Regions from separate parts of the Gossypium hirsutum genome. Here region 2 is linked to region 1. Evidence: chromatin contacts called from public Hi-C data. All regions are on one chromosome and are shown on one strand. Each heading gives the region's core, a stretch centred on a gene start, on an enhancer-like site or on the middle of the called end of the contact. The rest is flanking DNA. Distances are from core to core; before and after follow the strand shown.

The links. Hi-C and Micro-C count contacts between places; a contact is called where the count stands out from the background.
Region 2: a contact with region 1 is called in a Hi-C map of leaf, with 1.9 times the contacts expected there. The contact joins the promoter of LOC107948960 here to the promoter of LOC107948974 in region 1. A contact is called at or near these places in 2 of 34 Hi-C or Micro-C datasets (both in leaf).

What each region holds. Positions count from the first base shown.
Region 1 is chrA04:78,884,316-78,890,178 of Gossypium_hirsutum_v2.1, forward strand. LOC107948974 reads right to left here and starts at 3,165. Exons shown (of 4, transcript XM_016883658.2): 1 at 2,645-3,165; 2 at 2,235-2,304; 3 at 2,047-2,137; 4 at 407-659. The coding sequence starts at 2,974. The coding sequence ends at 2,088.
Region 2 is chrA04:79,154,401-79,160,263 of Gossypium_hirsutum_v2.1, forward strand. It overlaps LOC107948960 (pentatricopeptide repeat-containing protein At1g59720, chloroplastic/mitochondrial), which reads right to left and starts at 3,468. Exons shown (of 1, transcript XM_016883640.2): 1 at 1,165-3,468. The coding sequence starts at 3,468. The coding sequence ends at 1,633. It overlaps LOC107948961, which reads left to right. Exons shown (of 3, transcript XM_016883641.2): 2 at 1-57; 3 at 1,038-1,581. The coding sequence ends at 1,075.

The sequences.
Region 1 (5,863 bases), core at 1,915-4,414:
ACCCCATACATGTACATGTATATATTCTATTTTTTTTCTTGTATTATATATTTTATTGACTCTCTCAACTGTATTTATTTATACTTAATTTTTGTCTAACAAATAGATTAAGCTCTATTATTGAATAATATAATAACTTAAAAAAACTTCCAAGAAGCTAATGTTCTGCTTTTTTTCCTTATTTAGTTCACATTTGGCTCATTCCTTGTGTAGGAGAGAACCATAATCCTTGACCATGTCAGGAGAGAACCATAATCCTTGACCATGTCAATTATTGTACCAGATAAATATGCAACTGTATATGCATTCTGGTTAATATGCATTTTCTTTTATAAACTGCTAATGAGATCAAAGTGCTAATAAGTACGATAATATACATCTTGTTCTTCATATGATAACATAAATATTTGGATCAAACGGATTTTTTTTTCCAGAAAAATCATAATTCAACAGTGTTCCTGCGTCTAAAGGCAACATTAACAAGTTATATTATGATAATAAACAGATGACTTTTGTATTTTTTTTATATATAAAAAAGGAACACTTTATAAAAACCAAAACCAAATTACAAAAAAGAAAGGGAAAAAAAAAAAAAGAGTTACAACACAGGAACAAGGAACTTTCAAGGAGACAAAACAGGCATGACCACCATGTGGACCCTGCAAATAAGTAGAAAAGACATTACTTCCTGTAAGAGAGGATTAAACTCTGTTCATTCATGTTGCTGTCAATAGAGATGTTATACAACAACGGGAAGAAGGATGGTCACAATTATCTAATAATCCACGTGATATTCAATCCACCTGAACCATGAAGCATTTGAAATAAAGCTTGTTCAGAAACCCAAGAATATCCGCCATTGGCACTGCAGCAGCAGTCACTTTTGACTCCTGCATGTATTGTGGTATATAGGACCATATGCTCATTCTCAGTAAGAGTTGTGCTGTCTTTTGAATGGCCAAAGGTGTCACAAGTAAATAGTTATAAACGATTCTAAGCGCACATAGATAAATGGGTCCCTCTTTTTAATGAGCTTTCCATCTAGTTTATCAGAAGATTTACACGTGAACCAAGACCACTTAAACAAGGGTGGAATTACGAGGACAAACCCATAAAGGAGGCTTACACCTTAGCTGAGCAGCTCATAAGCCACTTTTGAGCTTGGATAAATTAGGGTTCTGCGATGCTTTAGCTCAAATATGTTTGAGATCACTAATGCATGAAGTCAAATATGTTAGTATAGTAAGCCTACTTGATCTAGCTTGTAAATGAGCAAAACACTAGTATATGAAAGAGCTCAGCTTGACTTATCACAATTAAAACCCATCATTCCCCTTCCCCTACATTCCTCAAAAGGAATTAGAATGAGTATGCATGTCTGCACATTGAACAAGTCAAGTAATGGAGGCTCTTGCCATTCATCTTTAGTCAAGTAAATCCCATTAAACAAGTGCTATTCATATCAGGCCTAGTAAAGTGTTCTATGAGTGGGATAAGGGGAAAAATAACAGGTAATCCATGGCTGGCTCAAGCACAATAACCAATGTCCCCGAATGACATAAAACAAACATCATCTAACAGAAGAATATGAATTTAGGTACAAAAATAGTCTAGACTGATCATAGTCCAAACCTACGATATAAATAGTTTCATCACAGAACATGTGCAGATTTGGGTGAAATTGTAGCAAATAATATGAAATAAATAGATTATAAATTATCCATGCTCAATGATTACATAACAGGACCAAGTCCTAAACCTAAGAATATAAAATGTGCAACTTCAGCACTCTCTGGTGAAATACACACCCAAAAGTCAGGGATAGAGACTTAATTGTGTGACCAAACTAGCAGCAACAGAACTTATGACTATTATTTATACAATCTTCAGCGCAGTGAAAAATGCCAGCTAAACAAATGGACCAACGTTGAGCAATGAGGCACTCACAGCTCTAAATCTTATAGGATTATTCTTATACATCATTCACAGCAGTGAAGAACACAAATTAATGAAATGAAGACCACAGCAGAGCAATAAGGAACTCACGATTCTAAATGTTCGAAATGCAGAGACCAAGTATGTTAAACTCAAGAATCACCCTTGATTTCATCCGAATCTGAATCACTCGCATTATAACCTGATAAAAGACCGACCACAGCAAACAGAAAAAAGCAAACAATTAGGAAATTATCACTTACAAGGTGATGAAGATACTAATATTTACAGAGGTGAACCTGGATGCTTATCGCTGACTTTCCAAACAGAAGACCGCAGCCTCGACGCCCTTGTCATCCAAATTCTTCCCTATAATACCAATACACCGAAGCTAAACTTAGAAACAAAGACAAACTTAGTTGGAAGAAACAAAATGAGAAATAAGATAAACTAATCCAAAAACCCTGTTGCTGCTTCTAGTTAATCTTGGAACCTAAGAAAATAGAACAAAAGCTCCAAACTTCATCTTGTAATGAATTTTATACAGCAAAACGGCAAATTCTTAAAATTCATTAGTAAATATGTATTGCATTTTCCTAAGCAACCATAAATTCACAATAGCAAAGCATAAACCCTAAACCCAGACAAAAGTGAAATTAAAAGGGAAGTCTTTAGGAACCAAATAAGGGGGAAAAGAAAAAGGAGAAACCTTTTGGGCATCCCGGGGAACCCCATAACCGCTATAATACATTTGACCCACAAGAACCTGCATGTTAACGTCCCCGGCTTTGGCTTCCTTGAGAGTATCTTTGAACCAACGTTTAACGCAATCGGAGACGACTTCGGAAAGTGGGAGGCGTTGACTGGCACTGGAGCTCTCCATCTTCTTCTTGGAATTGGGTTTGTTGTCTTCACTTATAATCCGCCGGTTCAGAGTAGTGGGTTTTGGGTTTTTCCCAGTTGTGTTAAGATGGTGGGCGGCGCCGGTAACCTTTGCGAGATGTTGAAGCTTGGTTGCGCCGGGCAGCGATTTTCCCATAAAATAAATTGAAAACCTAAAGACAGAAAAAGTATGTGAATGAGATGTGTGCGCCTTTAAAGAAAGGGAAATCAGTTAAACTTTTTCCCCCCTAATTATATATTTTAATTAATTATTTTGGTCATAAGAAATTAACTCAAATTGTTTAGAAAACTTTTCATTTTTTTAACTTTCTTGTTATATTTATTTTTTTAATACAATGTCTATTACTACTCATAACCCATCTCCAATAGACCTGTCCATGGGTCGGGTTTGAGTCAAGTCTTAACAAAATTTTAGACTCATTTGATAGGTTTAGCCCGAAAATGGGCCTAAAATTTTACTTAAATTCGACTCGAATAAAAATACTAAAAATAAGACCCGACTTGACTTATCCATATTAAATTTTTATATAATTTTTAAAATATATATATAATACATCAAAAACACTAAAAATATTAAAATAAATATTTTCCAACCAATTGAAATAAATTTAAAAAAAATCTTTATACTTAAATAACACTAACATAAGTGCAACTTAACAAGCAAATGTCTTCAAAATTGTAGCAAAATTAACATTAAAATAAAAGTTATACAATATTCAAACAATATCAACAAAATAGTATCAATAAAAAGTGAAATGACAACAAAACAGTGAGAAAACAATAAGAAAACAACATATTTTTTTCTTTTTGTAAATTTGGGTTGAGTTCGTGTCGAAGACCTATATTTTTGCCCAAACCCTCCTACTTTTCGGGCCAGGTCAAAAGTTTACTCTGCAACCTTTAAATAGAAAGATAATGCGTTTCAACGCATTCGAACCCAAATTCTCGTACACTGACAACAATATTTCACTATGTTTTTAACATGATATTACATTTAACTTTTATTCTTCAAATTTGAATATTTATTATTTTTTTCTTAAATATTTTACTTGAGTTTGAATTCGATAATTAGTAGATCAATTAAATATTTCATTTTACAATTATAAAGAATGATTAGACATTTTATTTGAGCTACGATTTAAGATTTTATAGATCACTCGTGATGTTATTTTTAATGAAATTAAAAACAATAATGATAATAATTTAATTATTTTAACAATAAAATTAAATATTATAATAGTGGTATTAAAATTAATGATGAAATAGGCGGAAATTTTAACAAGTAGAGGGGAAGTGAAAATTTTGATCATTACACCCTGGTGGAGTATATGTTTTGATAATATGATGAGTAAGAGTGGGGCAGGTAGGTAGCTAAAAAGGGTCATCACTAGTTCAAATTTATTAACTTAGTGTTCATGACAGATGAACACACTTAAAGCCAAACAACCTGTAAGCCTCACAGTAGACAGTCAGCTTCAGCCCACCAGAAGTAATAAAGGTGAAATTTTTATTGCAACAGTGGGGGTACAGACTTCAGAGACACACTACAAGTAGGACACTTTTAAATACTGCCAAAGATGTAGTTTAGTAATCTAAAATAAGGATAATGTAATTTTTGGTCCATGAATTTAATAAATAGATTCATATTGATTTTTAAATTTAAAAATTATTATTTATTTAAGTCCATTTTATTAATGATTATGATGAAAAAGGGGTAATGTAACTTTTGACTTTTGAACTTAAAAAGCAAGCTTCGTGGTTTTTGAATTTGACAACTAAATTCACTTTGGTATTTGTATTTTTTTATTTACTTTGAACTTGACAATTAGATCTATTTAGATCACTCAACTTGAAAAATCTAAAAGTTTGATGACGTGACACTCTGAGTTTGAAAAATAATTTTTTTTAGATAATGATGTGATACAATCTTAAAGTGTCATATTCAATATTTTAATAACCAAACCAATGGTTGAACATGTTAGACCATTAGTTCTCAATTCAACCAATTCAATTTAATTCGATCGTTAGACCAAATAATAATTAAATAAATAATTAAAATATCTAAAAAAAGTAAAATATATATGAATCTTAACTATTTATTTAATTATTGTTGATTTGACAGTTGAATCAATCGAACTAGTTGAATGTGACACAATTTCAGAGTGTTACATTATCAAACTTTTAGATTTTTCAAGTTTAAGGATCAAAATAGACTTAATTGTCAAGTTTAAGTGTCAAAGTGAACCAAACAAAAAATATAAGTATTAAAGTGAACCTAATTGTCAAGTTTAGGGGCAAAAAGTTACATTTTTTTTTTACATTCATTAACATAATAGGCTTAAATGAATAATATTTTTTAAGTCAGGGTCAAAATAAATAAATAAAATTAAGAATAATATAAACCACTTGGTAAAGTTGAGTAGGCAAAAGCCTCTACAAAATGCAATTGAAAAAATGTCTGTTCACCTGCCCTTCACTCTCAAATGCATATGGACGGGGGTCTACATTCGGCCGGTAATTATCAATGTAAACCAAATAAATCGAACCGATCTTAGGAAGCTAAACCAAATAAAAAAAATTCTGTTCCATTTTTAGCTTTTCTTTTAGTTGGAAAAAAAATTCTAATTAAGTTACTTATAATTTCTTTTACATAATTATCTTCTTTATTTAATTTAGTATATCTATTATATTTATTTTTTTTATTTTTATTTCAAATTCATTATAGAAAATATTAAAAATTAAATCAACAATTGTAGTGAACTCAAAAATTATTTATTTTCTTACATGATTAACATACAATTTCCATGTCTTCTTCTGTTCTTGATAAATATATATCAATTTGGTTTGTTTATATATTAAATAATAAAAATTAAAAGAAATATCATAAAAATTTAAATTATCAATTTGAATTTTAAATATTAAAGGGCATTGGGTTTTAAAATTTAATGAATTTAAGCTTTTTGTTATAAATAAATGTGAATGTCCATATTCTAATACCTTATTTATGACATAAAACCTCCGATTC
Region 2 (5,863 bases), core at 2,218-4,717, 270 kb after region 1:
AACTTCCTCCCAACAATGCTGATATGCATGTTGTGTTAGTTCCATCAGCATCAAAAGGTTAGACGTCTCTTTCAGCTGCTCTGGTTTTTATATTCATCCTAATTGCATATGCATTCCTTTGGTTATTTCTTTTTCTGTTCATATAGCATTTGTGTTCTATTTGGTGATTGCAACTTGCAACGTCAAGAATTTGCAAATGTGATTTTTTTGTGTAGATCCAAATGCAACATCTTCTCAATCGTGTCACCAAATATATGATGTAGCATTAAGAGTTGAGGTTTTATAATCAGTACTCGAAACATTTCTAGCTCAAAATGAACTGCCTTTTCATTCTTGTCGTAAGCACACATTATCTTAAGTGATTTTTCATGTAAATGGAATTGTTGGACGTTGGACCTTTGCTAGTTTAAAATTTTGTTTTGGGGGTTTAATTTATGTACCTAGGATTCTTGATCTTGAGTTTTTGGTAGCTTGCCAAATTCGTAGTCGGCGTTGTTATCTTTGTGATTGATTTTATTGCTCATATACAATTAACCGTACTAAATGGAGGGTATTTTAATGCTATACGGCTAGTTTTTGAGAACAACATTTTGTGGGAGAATTAGCCCATATGATGTGCCATTAGGCATGCTAAACTGAGTTAATCTACTGCATAAACTAAACTCTGGTTTTGTCACCAGTATGATGTTGCACTAGTCTACTAAATAGAAAGTTAATATACTTCAAAAACTAAAATGAGTTGTTTCATCCTTTGGACAATTTTGTTTTTGGAAATTATTGTATGAAAGCCAATTATATAAACTTGTCATGATAAACCTAAATTTTGATCGGAATTAGCTCAATTGTATATAACCCTTGATGCAAGGGTCTGATATGAACATGCTTAACAGTTTTATTAATGAGCACTGTATCTCATTAGGTAAATATATCAAGTACCCCTATACCATTTTATTTATGGTTAGTCTTTCGGTTTTGTTTCACATTACATGGTTTCTAATGATCTATGTGACTTATCTTTTGGTACATTTTTTTTCCAGTGGCAAGAGACTTTGTAAAACAAGGAATAAATCCATGAGCTACATTGAGGGAATGTCATAGGTGTTTCAGAATCAACATGCTTTGTACATCCTACTCAGACTCTTCAAATATAAGCTAGAAGTTTTCATCGAGTCTCCTACATCCCACTGCGGTTTTTCCAACGATAAGTTGGGTAAAGTTCAGTATCGAGTAATGTTCCTGCCATGAAAGAAGGTAATCATTTCAAGCTTTTCGAATTCAAGCTATAGATGATCTGATTGCTTCTGTTCTAACTTCTCGCAGTTTTTAATTTTGCTCCCTTATGGCCTTGTAGAGTTATTTTTGTTACAATTTGTTGCACGCTTCTTGAATTGAATTATTGAGAGGATGTTTTCAACTCCTTCTCTGTGAACTTGAAATAATTATGTTGTTATTGCCATCTGGAACATAAAACTTGTACAGCAGACTGCAGAAATCAAGTGGCCTCAAGCATTGTAAGAATGGCATCATCCATATGAAAACTTAATGTTGCCACAAATAATAAAAGGTGACAGATTTCATTGACATGTGCATTATGTAATTTACTTGTTACTAGCTATACACTTGGAACAATTATCACCAATAATCCGAGCATGAGCAGAAGCCATCTTTAAAGTGATGAAATCTGGCACGATCTCGTACTATAATCTCGACATTGAAAACTCTGGAGATCAGTTTCGTTACCTCATGACAGTCATTGCATACCCTAAGGTTTTTAAAAATACGTATTGGCATACCTGGTTGCAACTTCAAAAGCCCCAAAGCAATGGCTAGTCTTTCACTGTGCAGCTTAAGGGAATGTTGTTTAGTTTCATTAAGTTCGTCGATCATAGGTGCTTGTGAATAGTCAGGTGAATAACCAACCGATTCTACTTTTTCATCAATCACCTTTAGCATCTGGTATATTTCTTTAGTTTGAGGATGAGACGTATCTCCTGCAAAGAGTTCATGAGCAACACCATTGATCTCGATCGAGCTGCATCCAGGCTCTTTCTTTATGCCTTTATCGGTCATTAATTTCCTTACCAATCCAACATCATCCCACCTACTAGCTGATGCATAAACTCTTGATAACAGAACATAAACACCACTGCCAATGTCTCTATCCGATTCAACGACTTGCCTGGCCAACTCTTCACTTAGCTCAACACTTGTATTCTTCTTAGAACAAGCATCAAGAAGGCTTCTCCAGATGACTGCATCAGGTCTCATAGGCATCGTTGATACAAGGCCAAGAGCTTCATCAATAAACCCTGCACGGGCTAGAAGATCAACCAAACACCCATAGTGCTCTAATGCAGGTTTAATCTTGTAATCAATAACCATCATGTCAAAATACAGACGACCTTCAGAAACCATGCCTTTATGATTACAAGCACTCAAAACGCCAGTGAACGTAATGGAATTTGGTCTGAAACGCTCTGTCCTAATCATTTTATCAAAACATCTAATTGCTGCCTCAGCTCGACCATGCATTGCAAATCCTCGGATCATATGATTCCATGAAGTTAAATCACGTTTTGGCATCCTCTTAAAAACCTGGTGAGCTAATTCTAAAGACCCACATTTGCAATACATATCCACCAAAGAATTGTTGATGAAAACATCAATGGACAAATTAAAATCACACTTCTTCAACAAATAAGCGTGAACCCACGCACCCAAAGAGAAAGCCCCAAGACCAGCACAAGCAGTTAGAATACTTTGCAGTGTATACCCATCAGGATCGAACGTATTCCGCATTTCCCTGAACAGATTTAGAGCAATATTGAACTTACCAAACTGAACAAAACCTTCAAGCAACACATTCCAGGAAACCAAGCTTCTTTCAGGCATTTTAACAAACACTTTTTCAGCCAAGTCCAGAAACCCGCAACTTGCATAGAAATGAATCAAACTGTTATTTACATAAACATCGGAACCGAACCCATGTTTCAAAGCATGGGCATGAACTTGTATCCCTTCAGATACATCAAACAAGTAAGCACAACCTTTCAAAACAAATGGAAAAGTATGCTTATCAGGAGAAACCAGAGCTTGCTCTAGCATCTCGAAATAAAGCCTCATGGCTTGTTCTTTGTTGTTAACATCATTGGCACAGGCTCTTATAAGTGTGTTCCACATGAAGGAATTGGGGTTTTGAATTTGATTGAAAAGTTGAAGAGCGTAGTTTAAGTCAAGGAAGGAAGAGAAATGAAGAAGCTGAGAGTATAAAAAGAAGGTTTTTGGATGGTACGGTGAAGTGGAACGAAGGGTCAGGGCGTGGATTTGTTTGAGCTGAGAGATGTGGGTACATTGTTTCAAAGAATTGAGGATGCGACTGTGGGGGTCAAATGAAGGAGGGTTTGGGATGTTGATGGCTTTAGATGGAAGAAGCAGAGGAGGTGGACGTGGCGCTGTTGCAAGCGCCATACTTCGTCGTAAGAGTAGGTAGTTCAGTTCCAACTCGGAATTAAGAGCGGATGCTTTGAGTGGCTTTCTAATGGATGACAGGTTTCCGGGAACCCCCCAAAACAAAAACGAATCTTGATATTTCAGTGGTTGGGCTTGTTAGGCCAGATATGTAGTAATGGTGGATGAAAAGTGCCAAGTTGAAGGCCTAAGTTGAAAAACAAAATTCAAGAGTGTATCAACAATTGCAAACTTTAGGGTTTAATTTAAAAAAAAAAGTTGAGGTCGAATGTAAAAATAATTGTTAAATTCAAGCTCAAAAAGTGATTTAATCTTAAGATAAATTATATTGATTGATCATCTGAATCACCCATCTATTAATTAGTAATGGAAAAATTATGTGTCCCATTCTTAGTTAAATAAGACAATTTCAATTCATCTATATATAACATGGTAGGTTTGTCCGAGAACTGGGTTAGTTGCCCAATCTTGATGGTTCACTCAAACTTGAAGGGTTTAAAAAAAATATTAAGCTTAAAAAATGGGTTTGGGTAAGAAATTAAGTTTATTTTAAGTATTGGATAAGCTTAGACTCTAATATTCAACGCTCAAGCCTAATCCTACTCGACCCACTTTCAAGTTTATAATATATTATTATTTTCTTTTCTCTTATGTATTATGTGATTTATCATATATAAAAATAAATATACTATAATGTAAATATTAAAAAATATGGTAAATTGCTTTTTTTAAATAATAAAATATTTATCTTAGTAAAGGCTGAGATCGTAAGTCCTTGGGTACCCAAATTCTAGACTTTTAACAACATGAAGTATATGTTTCCACCCCAGCATTTGAGGATCTAATGACAGAGTTGGTCGCATTGAAGCAAACAGGGCCTGTTGAACAATTCAATGAAGAATTTGCAAGTGTACTCAACCAGCTTTCCCTTTCTAATTCATATACCTTAAGCATTTTTCTTAGTACTTTAAGTTGCTTAAGCCAAAGAACTTAATTGATGCCCTTCACATGGCTAGGCAAGCAAAACCTGAAGTCCACACTAACTAGAAATGAAACTACACTACTTTGCATAAATCTGCTAGTAACTATCATGAATACTAACTCTAAATCACATTATAATCCTAGTCAGTTCTTTCAGAGTATAGCCAATCCTAAAACTAATTACTCTCCAAATCAGTCTTCTCAGAGTACAAGTAAATTTTTTGGTTTTAATCATTCTCAAACTGTTACCAAACCTACCTTTACCAATGTTCCCATACCTAATACCAAATTTCCTAGCCTTACTAAAATTGAGGATCAAAAAATAGGGTTATGCTTTTGTTTTAGGGTTCAATGTAGTTACGAATATACATGTACTAGATCCCAACTCTATTATATATTGTTAAAAGAGAGCGATAGGGAGAATGAGTCCGAGTCATTTGTAGATTGTTCAGATGATCTTGAACCTTGATGTCTGGGATGGTGGTACATGAAATAATTTGAGTCTGAGTAATTTGAGTTTGCCTGTTTGAAAATAATGTCAAACAATGATAGCCATAGTTAAAGGGGGGTTGAAGTTTTACTAGGGATTGAGCAAAGAATTCCTTAGCAATGTCAAAGAGGTTCACTTCTCTACTAATTTTTTGGTGTTACCTTTAAAGGGATGTGGTATTGTATTAAAGGTTCAATGGTTAGTGAAATTGGGACCCAGTGTGGGATTTTATTGCTCTCGTAATAAAATTTCAATTACACTATGGTCAGTGAGGTCAATTGAGCGGTATATAATTTGGTGCAGTTAATTTGATGAAAGTTAAGTTGCGTTCGAAAGTATTACAACTTATGACTATAAAGATAGAGTTATATCGTTTCTCTTATTTAATAACTATCCGCACACAATCAAAGGTTAAGGAGAATTTAACGAGGAAAAAAGGGTTGCTAGAGTTGTTGGTAGAATTTGAGGATATTTTTGCTAATTCTAGAGAGTTTCCACTTAAGAGAATCCTAGACCATAGGATTCCATTGAAGAATGAAAGTCTTGCTGTCAAAATAAAGTCATATAGATATCTTACTATCCAAAAGATTAAGGGCTAATTTAGTATTACTTTTGAAAAGTGCCGTGGAAAAATGTTTTTGAGAAGTTTGGTTTAAAATTTAAGTGTTTAGTATTGCTGTCGACGAGTACTTTTAAGAAAAAAAATGTCAATTTTAGACATGATAATATAAAGTAACAAATATGCATTTAAATAATATTCAAATTAGTTAATATTATGATAATTTAGCAAGAATATAAAAAATAATTTATTATAACTTATTATTAATATTTTAATATATAATATTAATTTTAAATATTTCTAATTAATTAATATTAATTATTTATTAAATTTAATTAGAATATATAAACTTATTTTAAATATTT